Linked DNA regions of Sus scrofa: regions 2 and 3 are each linked to region 1. Evidence: chromatin contacts called from public HiChIP or PLAC-seq and promoter capture Hi-C data. All regions are on one chromosome and are shown on one strand. The core of a region is the stretch at or near the end of the contact, and the rest is flanking DNA. Distances in the headings are between cores, read along the strand shown. Region 1 holds the start of SYS1 (protein SYS1 homolog). Region 2 holds the start of ZMYND8 (protein kinase C-binding protein 1). Region 3 holds the start of OSER1 (oxidative stress-responsive serine-rich protein 1).

Region 1 (4,636 bases), core at 611-3,110:
TAGTTGGATTCATTAACCACTGAGCCATGACGGGAATGCCCTTATCTCCCTTTTGCATAATAACTTGCACAAGGGCCACACAGAGAATAGGCATCGGGAAGAAAGTCCTGGTTCCAAGAACTGTGCTTATTACCATATACCACAGCTGCCTCTCAGAAGCAAACACCCTTCAGCTTACATGTTATTTATTTATTTTAATGATTTTTATTTTTTAATTATAGTTGTTTTTTTTTCTTTTTTTAAAAAAATTTTAATGATTTTTATTTCAGCTTATATTTTATAAACCACTTTTTTTTCTTTTTGGTTTTTAGTGCTGCACTTGCAGCATATGGAAATTCCCAGGCTAGGGGTAGAATGGGAGCTGCAGCTGCCGGCCTGCACCACAGCTACAGCAACAGCAACACAGGATCCCAGCCACATCTGTAACCTACACCACAGCTCACGGCAATGCCGGATCCTTAGTCCACTGAGCAAGGCCAGGGATCAAACCTGCATCCTCGTAGATACTAGCTGGGTTCGTAACCCACAACGGGAACTCCCTAAAGCACCCTCTGGGCCTCAAAACATTTTGTTGAGGATTACTGTAGTCCAAAGAGGAAATAAGTTTAGAAAGGTGAAATAACTTGCCCAAGTCCCACAGTTAGAATGCTGGGGTCTAGACTGGACCCTAAGCTTTTCTGAATCCAAAGTACAGGCTCTCTGCAGTCTGCCACCTTTCTGATACTGATTTTATGATTTTGCAGACAGGAAAACTGAAGTTCAGAGAGGTGAGGATACTTTCCCAAGGTCACATGGCTAATACATGGGAGTTAAACAGAGTCCTGACTCCAAAGCCCAGGTAGTTCCCACTCTACCTCCGTGAATGATCTTTTATCCATTCCTCCCTCCCCAGTTTGATACCTGGAAATCTAGGGCTCAGAGAAGTGAAGTCACTTTCTCAGTGTCAGCAAGGAGATGTATCAGACTGCCTGGAACGCAGGTCTGTTTATTCTAACACCCAGGGCCTTTCCTTTGTACCAGTCTGCCTTCCCGTTATGAGTCATTCCATTTTACGGATGGGGCAGCCGAGGTTCGGAAAGTGATATCCCTTTCCCAGAGCCACAAAGTGAGAAGGTAGCCCAGTGAGGTCTACAGCCATTAGTGACAGACCACCTCGTGAAGCCGAGACCCCGCCCGCGTCGGCCCAGGGACCCTACCTCGGCGTCGAACATCTGGTCCAGCGAGGGGCTGCTGCGCACCAGCCCGTCCACCAGCGCCAGCCACAGGCCTAGCGAGCCGTAATAGACAGTCTGCATGAGGACGATCTGTGACAGGATCAGCAACGGGTCCCACACGTAGCTGCGGAACTGGCCCGCCATGCCGGCTCGCGGGGCACTGCTGCCGCCCGGGCCTGGGTCAGCGCCGCCGCCGCCGCGCCATGGGCCCCGGGCAGCCCCGGCACCTGCGAGGACACACACACGCCGGGCCTCAGCCAGCCGGCCGTCACCATGGCAACATCGCCCCGCCCAGGAGGAGGGGCTGGGACGGAGGGGGCGAGCCCATTCCCGGAATGGGGGGGAGGGCAGGACGGACAGACCCATTACCGAACTGAGGGGAAGTCCTGCCCGTTACGGCTGCTCGAGCCCCGCCCGTCCTCGAGCTTCTCTGAAGTTCACTCACCAGTGTCGGACTCGAGAATCAAAGCGTCCGAGTGCGGCCCAGTCTCACCGGCTGGCCCCCGAAGCAGTGCTGACAGGCAGAACCATGGAGAAGAGTCCCTACAGGCCTAGAGAGGCAAAGCTCCAGCGGCGGCCGAGGCAGCAGCGGATACGTAGGAAGGAAGCGTTTCCGGGAACAGCGTAGGGGGCGGGGCTGAGATTGCGCAGGCGTAGGGGTGCAGTCTTCGGCGGAGCCCCCTAAAGCAGGGGTGGGGGCGGGTTTTAGGGCGGCCCCGAACCGAAGTATGCACATGCGCACAATAAAGAATGAAGGCGAACGGAAGTGAGGCGTGAGCGCGGTGGAGCTTGCGTGCCCTCTAGAGGGGGATCTTGGGGAAAGTAGGGTAGCTGGGGTGGAAGATAGAGGGGTGGCCGTGGGCGAGGGAAAGTCTGGGAATTAAGGGATTGATTACGTCGACTCTGTTTTCAACCTAGATTCCCAGCGTTTTCTTTCGCCTAAAGTCCGGGGTGACTTAAAATGAACCTGCCAGCAATTCCACACATGATTTCGCCCCTGTTTCCTTAGATAAAACTAAGGGTCAGAGAAGGAAAGCAACATACTGTCTCAAAGACAGTGGCAATCAAAATTAGAATTCAGCTGTGCCCAACACCACAGCATTGATTTCGGGCCTATAGAGTGGTTAGGAAGATTTGGACACTTTCAAATGAAACAGCTCTGCTCTCAGACAAACTCACTGTGTTAGAAGGCAAAGTACTGGGTGTTTTATAATGTATCCATTTATATTTATATATCCATATGTATTTATTAAGGGGGAGGAAGCAGAGGTTCTGAATTCATACCTAGAAGCATATCCACATTCTGCCTGCCACCCTGACTGTGAGCATGTCTTGCTCACCATGACTTCTCTTCTGAGTCTAAATAGTGTGGACAGTCAGTAAATATTTGCTGAATGAGTCAAGAATAGAGAAAGGGCAACAGCAAATTGATGAATCATTTCATTCCTGCCTCAGCGGACCAAAACCCCTCAATTTCATTGATCCTAGGTTTTCCTTTTCCGGAATGGAAAGAAGGGAAGTAACTGGTTCCAGGAAAAAAAAAAATCCAGGTTTTAGAGCCTGCTGTACTAGTTGTGTGACTAGTACACTTCCTTCTTTAAACCTCAGCTTCCCTGTTTCTGAAACGTAAAGTTAGACAAGATTAATGTTTTACATCATTTAATCTACTCTCCTTTAATTACTTCCCAGTTAAAACAACTTTATCAAAGACCCATGTCACTTGCACATCAGAATTTCTGAACAGCATGTGATAAGCATGATAGCACCTTGAGCTGATACAATTTCAGACAAAAGTAAAGAACCTTGATACTCTATCAAGAGTAAGTCAGGATTCCCATCATGGCTCAGCAGTGACAAATCCGACTACTAGCCATGAGGACACAAGCTTGGTCCTTGGCCTTGCTGAATGGGTTAAGGAGCCAGGGGCATTGCCACAAGCTGAGGCGTAGGTCACAGACATGGCTCTGATCTGGCGTTGCTGTGGCTGTGGTGTAGGCCAGCAGCTACAGGTCCAGTTTGACTCCCAGCCTGGGAACTTCCATATGCCGCAGGTGCGGCCCTTAAAAAAAAAAAAAAAAGAGGATGTGATTTCGCTTATTATTTGGAAATGTTGTAAACAGTTCCCTTGGACTCCAGTTTGCAAGTCATTAAAGCCCAAAGACATGAGGTGCTTTCCAGCTCAACTGTTCTTTTAGGCCCCTCAGTTGAGCTCAGCAAATCTCTCTGGTTCATGGATGACTCAGATGATTTAATGTTTCTGCGAAAATATCATGTTTGTTAAGTATCTACATGATCTTATTTATTTCTCACAATCCGGGAAGGTAGATATTCCCTACTTTTTTTTTTTTTTTTTTTTTTTTTTTTTTGTCTTTTTATCTTTTTGCCTTTTCTAGGGCCGCTCCTGACGCACATGGAGGTTCCCAGGCTAGGGGTCTAATCGGAGCTATAGCCACTGGCTTACGCCAGAGCCACAGCAAAGCGGGAACCAAGCCGTGCCTGCGACCTACACCACAGCTCACGGCAATGCCGGATCCTTAACCCACTGAGCAAGGGCGGGGATTGAATCCACAACCTCGTGGTTCCTAGTTGGATTTGTTAACTACTGCGCCACGACGGGAACTCTGATATTCCCTACTTTAAAGGTGAGGAGGAGCTCCCTGGTGGCTCAGTGAGTTAAGGATCTGGTATCATTATTGCTGTGGCTTAGGTCACTGCTGTGGCTCAGGGTCAATCCCTGGCCTGGGGACTTTTGCATGCCATGGGTGGGGCCAAAAAATAAATAAAGGTAAGGAAAGGGAGACTCCAATAAGGAGTGTGACTGTACTAAATCAGAGAGCTCAAGGGAGACTGAGCTGGGATTCAAACCCAGGACATCTGACTCTAAACGCCAAGGTATCATTCCAGAATTAAGGGGAAAAAAAGTGGAGAAGAAAAGGAAGGACGGAGACAGTGGTGGGGTAGTGGAAAGAGGAAAAGGAGCAGTGAATCCTTAGGCTCAAGTGGTTCTGGGGTGAGGGATTAAGGAGAGATTGGAGGAGAGGCTGAGGAAAAGTGCTTGGAGAGGTTCAATTTAGTTTTGGCAGGCAGCTTCCTCTTCCTTCCAGGGGCTTAGTGGTATGGCTTTTTCAGAGTCGGGCCCCCTCAAGTCAGCTGGCCGCTGGGCCTTCTCCACCCCATCTCCGCCCACAGAGGGAAGGCATTCCCTCCCCTTTCTCCTGAAATGGAAAGGCAGCTGGCAGCCTGAGGCGCCCGGGCCAGCTGGGTCGCTGGGGCCTGAGTCACCCCTGGATCCTGGAGCTCACCTTAGGGAAACCCCCACGGACTTGCCGGATAGTCTTTTGCAATTTCCTTTTCCCTGCAGAATTTCAGCTCTTGAATTCCTACCTTTACAAGCCCTGGAAATGGGCACTATCCCTTGTCTT
Region 2 (4,636 bases), core at 593-3,092, 1.7 Mb before region 1:
GCGTAAAGTGCTGACTGAGCCAGTGCCAGGCCCAGGGCGAGCCTGTAGACGCTGTTGAGACCACTCTGTGCACTGGGGGTTTGAGAGGCCTCACTGGATAATCTCTCGATTGAGGCCGGCAGCATTTGCTTTTCTTTATTCTCTGCTTATCAGCAACATTCCATCAGACCCAGTATTGGCCCTTAGTAGGCCTGGCCTGGGCTTCCTTTTTCAATCCCTGGCCCTCCCAGGATTCCATCTGCCACCATACCTTTGTCTCTGTCCCCAGCCGAATTGCTGTTTTCCAGATAACCTCAGACCTACCCGAATGCCAACAGCATTCCTCAAACAGAGCAGAGCTGCCAGAATAAGCCGGCAGCTTCCTGCTCTTTGCCCCAGAAAACATTTCAAGTGATCAAGTGATTGGGGTGGTGGGGGGAGGATGCTGCAGCTGCTTATGCAACAAGCTTTAATCCCAGGGTAAAATCCACCACGCGAAACGGCCATGTATTTTATTTCTTCAAGTGGGGTCGGGAAGTTAGATCGGCCAGAAACTCCTCATTCTATTTGTTTTCCCCAAAGCAGCACCCACACACAGACACATGGAGTATTCTTATGGGATGGCTGTGGATGGCCGCTGCCCACACAGCCAGGCGGGAGCACAGAGGCTGATGAGCTCTGGCCTCCTGTCCCCGGTCTGGTCTCCCTGGGCTCAGTTCCACCCCCAGGAAGAGGAGGCCCCTCCCTTCTGGTGAGGCCCAGGCCTGTTGTCCTTTGTCAGATCTGGTGGTGGTGGCGGCAGTGCCCCCCCCCTCCCCCGCATCTTGGCCTCTTTAGCCTAAAATATAGCAACGAAATCCCCTCCCTCTTCATAAAGCCGGGGCCCTGCCCCTGCGGTACCGTGTCCTTGGGTTCTTGGCTTGTTCCTATTTGACATAAGATTCCCAGCCAGGAAGAATTTATGTGTGCTCGGTGGGCATCTGTCGTCCGTGGGGGTGGGGGTGGGGGTGGGGGAACGGGGGCAGGGCGAGCAGGCCATCAGCGCCACCGTTTTCTTTGTGGCAGCGGACTGTGTGGGATGAGAAAGCCCACAAGCCCTAATTTTAGAAGGAGAAGGGGAGGCTTTATTGGTCCATACTTTTACCTCCTGGCATATGGCTGCGTCACCTCGGGATGCTTTCTCCAGCCTCTCAAGAATGGGGTTTATTTAGCCTTTGGGGTTCCAGCTTGCTGGGGTGTTTTGTTTTGTTTTGTGTTTTTAAACCTTGTTAATCAAGCACCTTGTCTTTTTTAAAGAAAGAAGCCAGTGCGTGTGGACTTTTAAAGATCCTTTTGGATTTGCCTTTTCTTTCTCGGGCTGCCCACCAGTTACAAAGGAGGAACCAGGCAAAGACCTCCGAATACTATTGAAATGGGTGGAATTATAAGCAGTTCTGAAACACGAGTTAATGTTTTACTGGGGAGCAGTGCCAGAGATATGGGGGTGGGGGGATTGCCAAGGGGTAGGGCTGTGTGTGAAATAGCTGTTCCATCTGCCTGTGGGGACCCAGAGAAGCCGTGGAAGTAAATTTCAGCAAAAATCCTTATAAAGCTCATGGGATTTGTCTGCCCGCTGAGGGCCCAGCTCCCCCAGAAGACCCATGCAGGGATGACTGTGGCAGGAAGGGCGAAGCAGTGGGTGTAGGCCTGACTAATAATGGGGGTTCTTGTTCCCTGGCTGGGTTTGACATCTTTCTTTCTCCCTCTGGATTTAAATGGCTTCTCAGCCCGAGAGGCACTGCCTGTGCCCTGGATTCAGAAGGTACACGCCTCCTTGGGAAGCCAAGGCGAGAGACAGCGGCTCACTCACTCTCTCTCTCTCTCTCTCTTTCTGCATCTGCCGGGAGAGCTGCCGCTGGTATTTTTCCACAGGCCTTTTCTGCGCTCTCAGGGCCTAGCTTTTCCCGGCCAGGCCCAGAGTCCGAGAGAGGGTTAATAGGCAGGAAGCTGAAGCCATCGCAGACTAATACGGAAGTCAGATTTTTGTTTAACTGACAGGTTTAGCAGGCCTCCGCCGTGGGGGAGGGGGCCGGGAGGGGAAGGGAAGTCTGTAGCTCTAGGCATGTGGCCTGCTAGGAGCGCATTTGGCCTTTCTTAGGGTAAGGACCGAAGCTGCTGGGGGTGCGGGGCTGGCATCCCGGCCAGGAGGCAGGAGCCGGATTTGGTTTTCGTTGGAGCTCTGGATGGGGGTGGGGGGCGGTGAGAGGTGAGATTCTGGGCCGAGGCGAAGGGCTCTCTGGCCTGCTTTGTCCAGGAGGCAGTCTGACAATGACTATGCAAACTTGACCACTGGGTGCCCCTCCTCCCTGCCAGCCCGAGTCCTCTGTCCTCTGAGAAGCCAGGGCTGCTCTGGAACCATCTGGGGGGCTCGCCTGCCCGGTCTCTTCGGCCTCAGAGGCCTGCCTCCAGCCTCTTTTTTTTCTTGTTCCCTGGGCTGTTTTCCTGGGGCTCCCCACGCTTCGGCCTCAGTCCGCCCCTCACCTCGCCGGGGGCGGGGGTGGGGGAAGAACGTTCTGCTGGATTGTTCTAGAAAAAGGACCAGCCTTCCTCCCAGCGAGAGAGCCGTTTCCGTGGGGGCAGATGAGGGTGAGCCCTTCCAGCTCACCCCCAAATCGCTCTTGCTTGGGGCCTCCGGGCCTCAGGCTTTGCTGGAGCAGGTCAGGCTGGCTGCACTGGCTTGCCCGTGCCGGGAACTCTAGCCAGGGTGTGGGAGAAGGGCGTCTGGGGGCCCCTTCCCTAAGTTTTTCTTGCTGCAAAAGGCCTAGCTTAGCCTGTCTTTTTCTATGCACAGGATGGCTCTTGCTCACCAGAGCCTCACAAAGATAATCGCTCAGGAAGTGTTTCCGCCAATCCGAGGCCGCCTTACACTCCGATTTGCCGGGGCAGCCAATCGGGGATGAGCTTTTATTAGGCGGCCAGATCATCAAGCCGAAGTGCCAAACCCTTTTTCTGTGAGAACTAGGAGCCTGTCCTCCATGTTTTATAAGTATTGACATTACACAGTGTTAACAATGCATCCACAGAGGTAAGCTCGACTTTTTAACCATCTTTTCTCCCCCTCCCTCTGAGACATCCGCATTGTGGGCGAGCAGTGTGATTTCTCTGTGGCTGGCCGTGCCACACTCACCCCCACAGCACTTAGGTTAACTTGGAACTGTTTAGAGAGAATTTTTTTGCTTTCTTGGGTCACATGGCTAAGTAGCCATTAGCCAGAGCTTGATTCTGCAAACTGGCAAGGGCCTGGCACACCTTTTCTTCCACCAGGACATGGTGTTTCTAGAAGAGTGTGAAGCTAGATCCTGGTATTGCCAAAAAAGAAAGCTTTTTTTTTTTTTTTTTCCCCTCCCCTTCCCTCCTCTCTCTTTTTCTCTCTCTCTCTCCCTCTCTCTGAGCAGTACCCCCCTCCCCCCCCTGCACTATTGTCTTCTCTTGTGTCACATGCCTGCTGGGGGAAGAAAATGGAAGGTAAGCAAGCAGGCTCCCCTCCAAGGAGAGCTCATGGCAGAGAGCAAAAGCAGGCAAGTTTACCTCTCCAAAGAGGTGCTGGGAAGGCTGGACTCAGTTCTGACCAGCGTGGACGTGTGTTTGAGAAAGAACCAAGCCCTGAGCAGAGCAGTGCTAAGGCGAGAGCCTGGCTCCTGGGGCCTAGGTGGGAGGTGGTGGCTCCCCAAGGTCTTTTCTCTTCCTGCAGGGTTGCTTCACTTGAAACTACATTGTTCAGCCTTTTTTCCTGACTTCTGTTGATACAGAGTGTTCTTCTGCAAGCCAGCCTACAGCCAGCAAATGTTTCTGAAAGTGTTTTCTAGGCTTTGGAGGAAGTTTTTGGAGCAGGGATGGGGAGTGGGGGGCGGGGGGAGTGTAGGAGGTGTGTGTGGGGGGGTGTTGGACATCCTCTTGCAATAAATCTGAGGACTCTTTTTTTGAATCCCTTAGCTTTTCTCTCCTCTTGCATGGTTTTCAATGAACTCATGTATTTCTCCTTGTTTGCATTTTCTTTTCCCTCTTTTACATTGTATCCTCCTCTGTCCTGTGTGAGGAAATAAAAAAAAAATCCTGTCTGTGGCTTATGATAGCATTCCATATTCAGTGGTTGGGTTGTGGTGGTGGTGGTGGTGGTGGTGTTGTGTGTGTGTGTGTTTTTAATAATCCCGTGTAACTGTTTGAAAAAATTTCCTTTTTGATCAAGTCCCAAATCTGCCAGCCTGTTCTCTCTTCTTAACTGTGGAAAAATGAGACGGTTGCTTGACCATTTGTTGGGTAAGTAAAGCAATCCATTGCCTCTGTGACCATGTATAGAGTGTGGCGAACCTTTGGGGTCTGTTTGTAACAGGGGGGTCTTGGCTGCAGCCGTTGGGGGCTTTTGATGACCAGGAACCCAGGCAGGGCTTTTGGAATAGGGTCTTGATTCTAGGGGACTGTTTGAATCCACTGTTTTTTTTCCTAATAACCTGCAGCTAGGATTGAAGATTAGACTTCCTGTTTACGCTCAGCCAGGGAACAAATGTTCAGTTCATTGTGACTTGACTGGAGACCTTGAATGGGGTTTGTTTGGATATTAGCTAGAAAACTCTGGGTAGGTGAACTGCTTGTGAAATGTAAGCAAGTGCTTGTTCTTAAG
Region 3 (4,636 bases), core at 1,181-3,680, 1.0 Mb after region 1:
CTGTGTGCATTAAGTTGATAAATGCCAAGTCAATTTCCTGAATATAAAATCTCCACATTAGGTTCAAGGCTTTTTCTGTGGCTGGAAAGATCCTGTGCTGCTGGTGTAGGAGGCAGTCTGGCTTTGTTCCCACACATCACATGCTTTGTGGCTTCTGTCTCTCATTCTAAGTCATGAGGTGTCAAACAGTGAATCAGGCCTATATATGACTTGGAATTTCAGGCCACATCAGGGGGTGTGAGTTAACAGACTTTCTTCCCCAGAGGTTCGCCTTCCAAATACTCCCTGAGTAATGAGCCACATCCTCAGAAAGCATCCAGCTTTACGACAGAGACACGCGTACCTAAAAGGAAGCCTGGAGTTTCTGTCGTGGCACAGTGGTTAGCGAATCCGACTAGGAACCATGAGGTTGTGGGTTTGATTCCTGGCCTTGCTCAGTGGGTTAAGGATCCAGCGTTGCCGCGGGCTGTGGTGTAGGTCGCCGACACAGCTCGTATTCTGAGTTGCTGTGGCTCTGGCGTAGGCCAGCATCTACAGCTCCGATTAGACCCCTAGCCTGGGAACCTCCATATGCCGCGGGAAGCAGCCCTAGAAAAGGAAAAAACACCCCCAAAAAAAAATAAATAAATAATTACAAATAAATATAATAAATAAAATAAAAGGAAGCCTTTTAAAACTTTAGTTTTTAGTATTTAATGCCATCATAGATGGAAATGAGGTAAAATGAAGCATGCCCCAAAACTGTACACAGCACAGCACCTACTCACCTCCAGAATTCAACTCAACTAGATACAGTCCCTGCCTTCAAGGTTGTGTGGTTTTATCTGAAGCAGTATTTTTGACTAACAGCTTAAAAACATGTATTTGGTCTTAATGAAATTCACGTGGCAACTTCTGAGGGGAAAAAAATGCATCATATTTTCCTGCTTCTTATTCTAAGATATACTGAGAGATGGTAAGCAGTGGACTGCCAGGCTTTTGAGACTGTTTAAATCCTGATTCGGTCACTTCCTAGCACTGTGACACAGAAGAAGGGAGCTAGAACAAGCTAATATCTGAATCCCAGTCATCCTCATCTGTTGTGTAAAATTACAGGAATATTAAACGTGCAAACACGTGCATGGTTGCTGCAAAGAAGCGGGGAGCCATCATTAGAATTTGGTTTGATGTTGGGACTTAACAATTAACAGGTTTCTTTCATCCCTTGTCAGTTACTGAGCCTCTGGTATGAACAAGGATTTAAAAAGGTACCCAGGGCCCAAGACATGCTTTAACAATCTTATAAAATAACCTGTAGATTCCATCCTCAGACATGGGCCAGGCATTCCAAAGTCTGGCTATAGTTAAGTTGAACATACCAAGCTATTTTCAGCAGCCTATCCAATTAGGTGATTATAGCTAAGGTACTGGGGAGTGGGAGGGTCCAGTTTTGGTTCAAGTGACAACCTCACACAAAGGTTGGCCAGAACCAACTCGAGCCCATTTTACTGAGGAAGAGCATCTTTTCCCACAAAGCTCTGAGAAGTGCGGACGTGGAACTGGGGCATGGTGAGTGAGCTGGTGTTGGAGGGAGTAGCAGCCGTTGCTCAGCCCATCCCTTCTCTGTCTGCCATCCAAGCAACCGTCGGAGTCCTACAAAAGGAAAAGATCCCTAAAAATTACCTGCTTAGGTGAACTGCCCAAACCTTTTTGCAAAATTTGGTATGCCTGTGCACGTCTCTGTCGAGGCGGCCTACGATTCTCACCAGATTCTCAACGGAGTCCATGCCTGAAAACAACGAGATGTGCTGAAGCAGTCCAACGTCCTCATTTAACAGAATGGAGAAAGCCAGAGAGGGAAACAACAAAGGTATTTTGTAAACGCATTTCAGTTCCAATTTCGGCCTAATGTTCACGGTACTAGCTGTGTCGGATTCCCCCTTGCTTTTCTGCAGCCCTGGGGGATCCCCAGGAGGCGAAGGCTGGTGTTCGAGCCCCAGCGATACCGCCGGCAGTCCAGATTCGCGCATCCAGGAGACTCGCGCGGAGCGTTCAGAGGTGGCTCCGTTGCGTAAAGATCCACCCACCTGGGCCTCACCTCGCGGAATTCCGTAGCCTTGTTGACTCCAGGTAGCGCTCCAAGCACAGGGAGACCGCGGAAAATCGAGGTGGCTCCGTGACAGCGAGAAACAACCCTCACTCACCCAGTCACTCACCTGACCAAGAGAAGGAAGCAGGCATGCCCCAGAAAGCCATCCCCAGCAAACTCTTTGAGAAGGGAGGAGCGAGCGAAGAGAATAACAGGAAGTGGCGTCAGGCGCACGTGTTTTGAGAGGGGCGGGTGCAAGGCGTTTGAGAGGCGCGGCTACAGCTCCGCGCCTGCGCAGTCGCTGCCTGCCGCGCTGCCGAGTCACGGGGGGTAGGAGGAGCGCGAACAGGGGGCGGGGGGCGTGCCCGAGTGACGCAGGCGCAGAGCGACTCCGGAGGAGCGGGCCGCCCCCTCCGCGGGTTTAGATCCGGGTCAGTCAGGCGCGACGATCGGGGAGAGACGATCTGAACTGACGAGACTGGCTCACCGGAGCGACCCTGCCGCGAGGAGGTGAGTGCCCAGACTTGACGGAGAAGCTCCGTAGCACCGCGTCTCGGCCTCGAGGCCCGGCCTGGCAGCGGGCAGCCGCTTCTGAGCCCTCTCGCGTCGCGTCGCGTCGTCCCACGGCTCTGGCTGTCTGGGCCCAGCCGGGCCTGCGCCTCTCCGCGCTCCGTCCGCCGCCGCGGCCTGGCACTACCCGAGCCCCGCTCTCTTCGCCCCTTCCCGCCTCCGCGACCCCCGCCCCGCGCCTCCGCCCTCTCCCGCCTGGCCGTAGCTTCCCCTTTTCGTCCTCCTCGGCAGCCCTTTGCCCCTTCCCGCCCTTTTCCGCGCCCCAGTCTCGTTGGCTGCCGCTTCGGCTTTGCTCCCTCCTCCTCCTGCATCCCTTGCCCCTTGGCCCTACTGTATCCTCTCCTTTTGGCCCGGAGAGTATCCTCAGGGGGCGACTTCCAGCTGCAGGACCTCGGGCGGGCAGAGCTAAGGCCCTGGACAGCTCCCCGCTATCCGAACCCCTCAGGTTCTGAGCCTCCCTCTCCCCAAATCCTGTTGAACCACGACCGATCCACTTTCTGGGTAAGAAGAATTAACATCGGGCTCTAGTACCGAGAGTTTAGGGAGTTGAGTGGGTAGAAGAGACACCCGGGTCGATTGTTTGAACCTAGTTTTATTTGCGCCTTGCAGAGTTGCTGGATTCGGTTTTCTTTCCCGAACTCCACGCTTCCTGGTGGGTTGGGAAATTTTCTAAATATTTTAACATTGTGATGACACGCTTACGCGCAGATCTTTTATTGATCGTTCTCCGGTCTTTTCAGGGTCCTGGAAATTTGGACCTAGGCCTGACGTTCGAAGAGGTCTCGGTTAAAACTGCAAGATGTAAATAAGATTGTGACCCATAGCTTTTGTTGACAATCAGAGAAAATCAGGAATTTGCCCTTTTGATGAAGGAACTTAGAATAATTTTGGTTTTTTTTGAAAGGCTAAGGAAAATCCGAGGCCCTATGTTATTTGACTTAAGGTAATTTCTAATAGGCCTTTTAAAAAGTTTGATCTTTGAGGGGGATCGTTCAATTTCAAGAAGTTAGTGTAGTAAAAAACGGCAGAAATCCATCCCACAAATTTATGAATTTATCAGTGAAGAAGGGGAAAACGATACATGTTTCACTGAGTTATTTAGCTCTTGATTTGAGTGAATGGGAGGCCGGGAATAGGGCGGAGCATAATAAGCCTTTTTGTAATTACAAACATGTTATGATTTAGCTCTTCAGGTCATGCCTAAGATTCACCTTTGCTCTGGGTTAATATAATTGAGGGAAAAGGTGAGTCATCAGAATGTTGAAAGTCTCAAAATAGTTTAGATGGAATGTCATTCCTAATGTTTTAGTCTGTGCCAGTTTTATTTTGGTCTGTTTTGGTTGTTAAATGATGGATCTTTTAATGTGTCAAGAAAGTTTTAGTGTGTCAGCTAGGTTTGTATTAACATCTAGAGTTAGGACTATATAATTAAAAGTTCCATATCGGGGCGCAAAACATCTTAGTGCAGTGTTAGGGCAAGAATGAGATTCTAGTTCTGATGTCAGGTTTATCCTTGTATCCCTAAGCACCCAGTCTAGTGCTAAAGCATATAGTAGGAATTCTGTCAATACTAGTAGATGTGATGTGTACTGATCTCCAGAGAAGCCAGAAGAAAGTTTGTGTGGGGTCTGCAGAGATGGGTAGACTGGCTCAGATGATTTCACTCTATAAGGGCCAAGAGCCTGAGCTTTTGACTAACTGGTCCAAAAGTAATTGAGGAAAATTAATAAATAAAATAAAAACTTTATTTTAGTTCTGCCAGCAGGAAGAATTTGTTTACAGCCTACAGATGTCACCCTTTTAGATGCTGTGGCGCTTCAAAAGTAATAGAATATGTGATTTTTGCTCACCCCTCTCCCCAGGCATATGGGACATTGTGTAACTGGGAGAGAATCCTCCTCTAAATCCAGAAGGATTAGGAACCAGTAAAATATGGAATTGATAATGTTTCCTCAAATTGATGTACTGATTAAATAAACTAGCAAAATATATGCGGGG

The links. Promoter capture Hi-C pulls out the DNA fragments that hold promoters and counts their contacts. HiChIP or PLAC-seq counts read pairs in DNA pulled down with a chosen protein or histone mark.
Region 2: a contact with region 1 is called in a promoter capture Hi-C map of liver, with 4 times the contacts expected there. The contact joins the promoter of ZMYND8 here to the promoter of SYS1 in region 1. A contact is called at or near these places in 1 of 5 promoter capture datasets (liver) and 1 of 47 Hi-C or Micro-C datasets (liver).
Region 3: a contact with region 1 is called in an H3K27ac HiChIP or PLAC-seq map of alveolar macrophages. The contact joins the promoter of OSER1 here to the promoter of SYS1 in region 1. A contact is called at or near these places in 1 of 47 Hi-C or Micro-C datasets (liver) and 1 of 2 datasets of contacts at active chromatin or transcription factors (alveolar macrophages).

The regions. Positions count from the first base shown.
Region 1 is chr17:47,683,408-47,688,043 of Sscrofa11.1, reverse strand. SYS1 (protein SYS1 homolog) reads right to left here and starts at 1,860. Exons shown (of 4, transcript XM_005672967.3): 1 at 1,660-1,860; 2 at 1,197-1,441. The coding sequence starts at 1,358. It overlaps DBNDD2 (dysbindin (dystrobrevin binding protein 1) domain containing 2), which reads right to left and starts at 1,824. Exons shown (of 6, transcript NM_001243672.1): 1 at 1,660-1,824; 2 at 1,197-1,441.
Region 2 is chr17:49,387,624-49,392,259 of Sscrofa11.1, reverse strand. It overlaps ZMYND8 (protein kinase C-binding protein 1), which reads left to right and starts at 1,842. Exons shown (of 26, transcript XM_021078039.1): 1 at 1,842-2,117; 2 at 2,810-3,043. The coding sequence starts at 3,030.
Region 3 is chr17:46,683,938-46,688,573 of Sscrofa11.1, reverse strand. OSER1 (oxidative stress-responsive serine-rich protein 1) reads left to right here and starts at 2,430. Exons shown (of 4, transcript XM_021078054.1): 1 at 2,430-2,578. It also overlaps LOC106506689.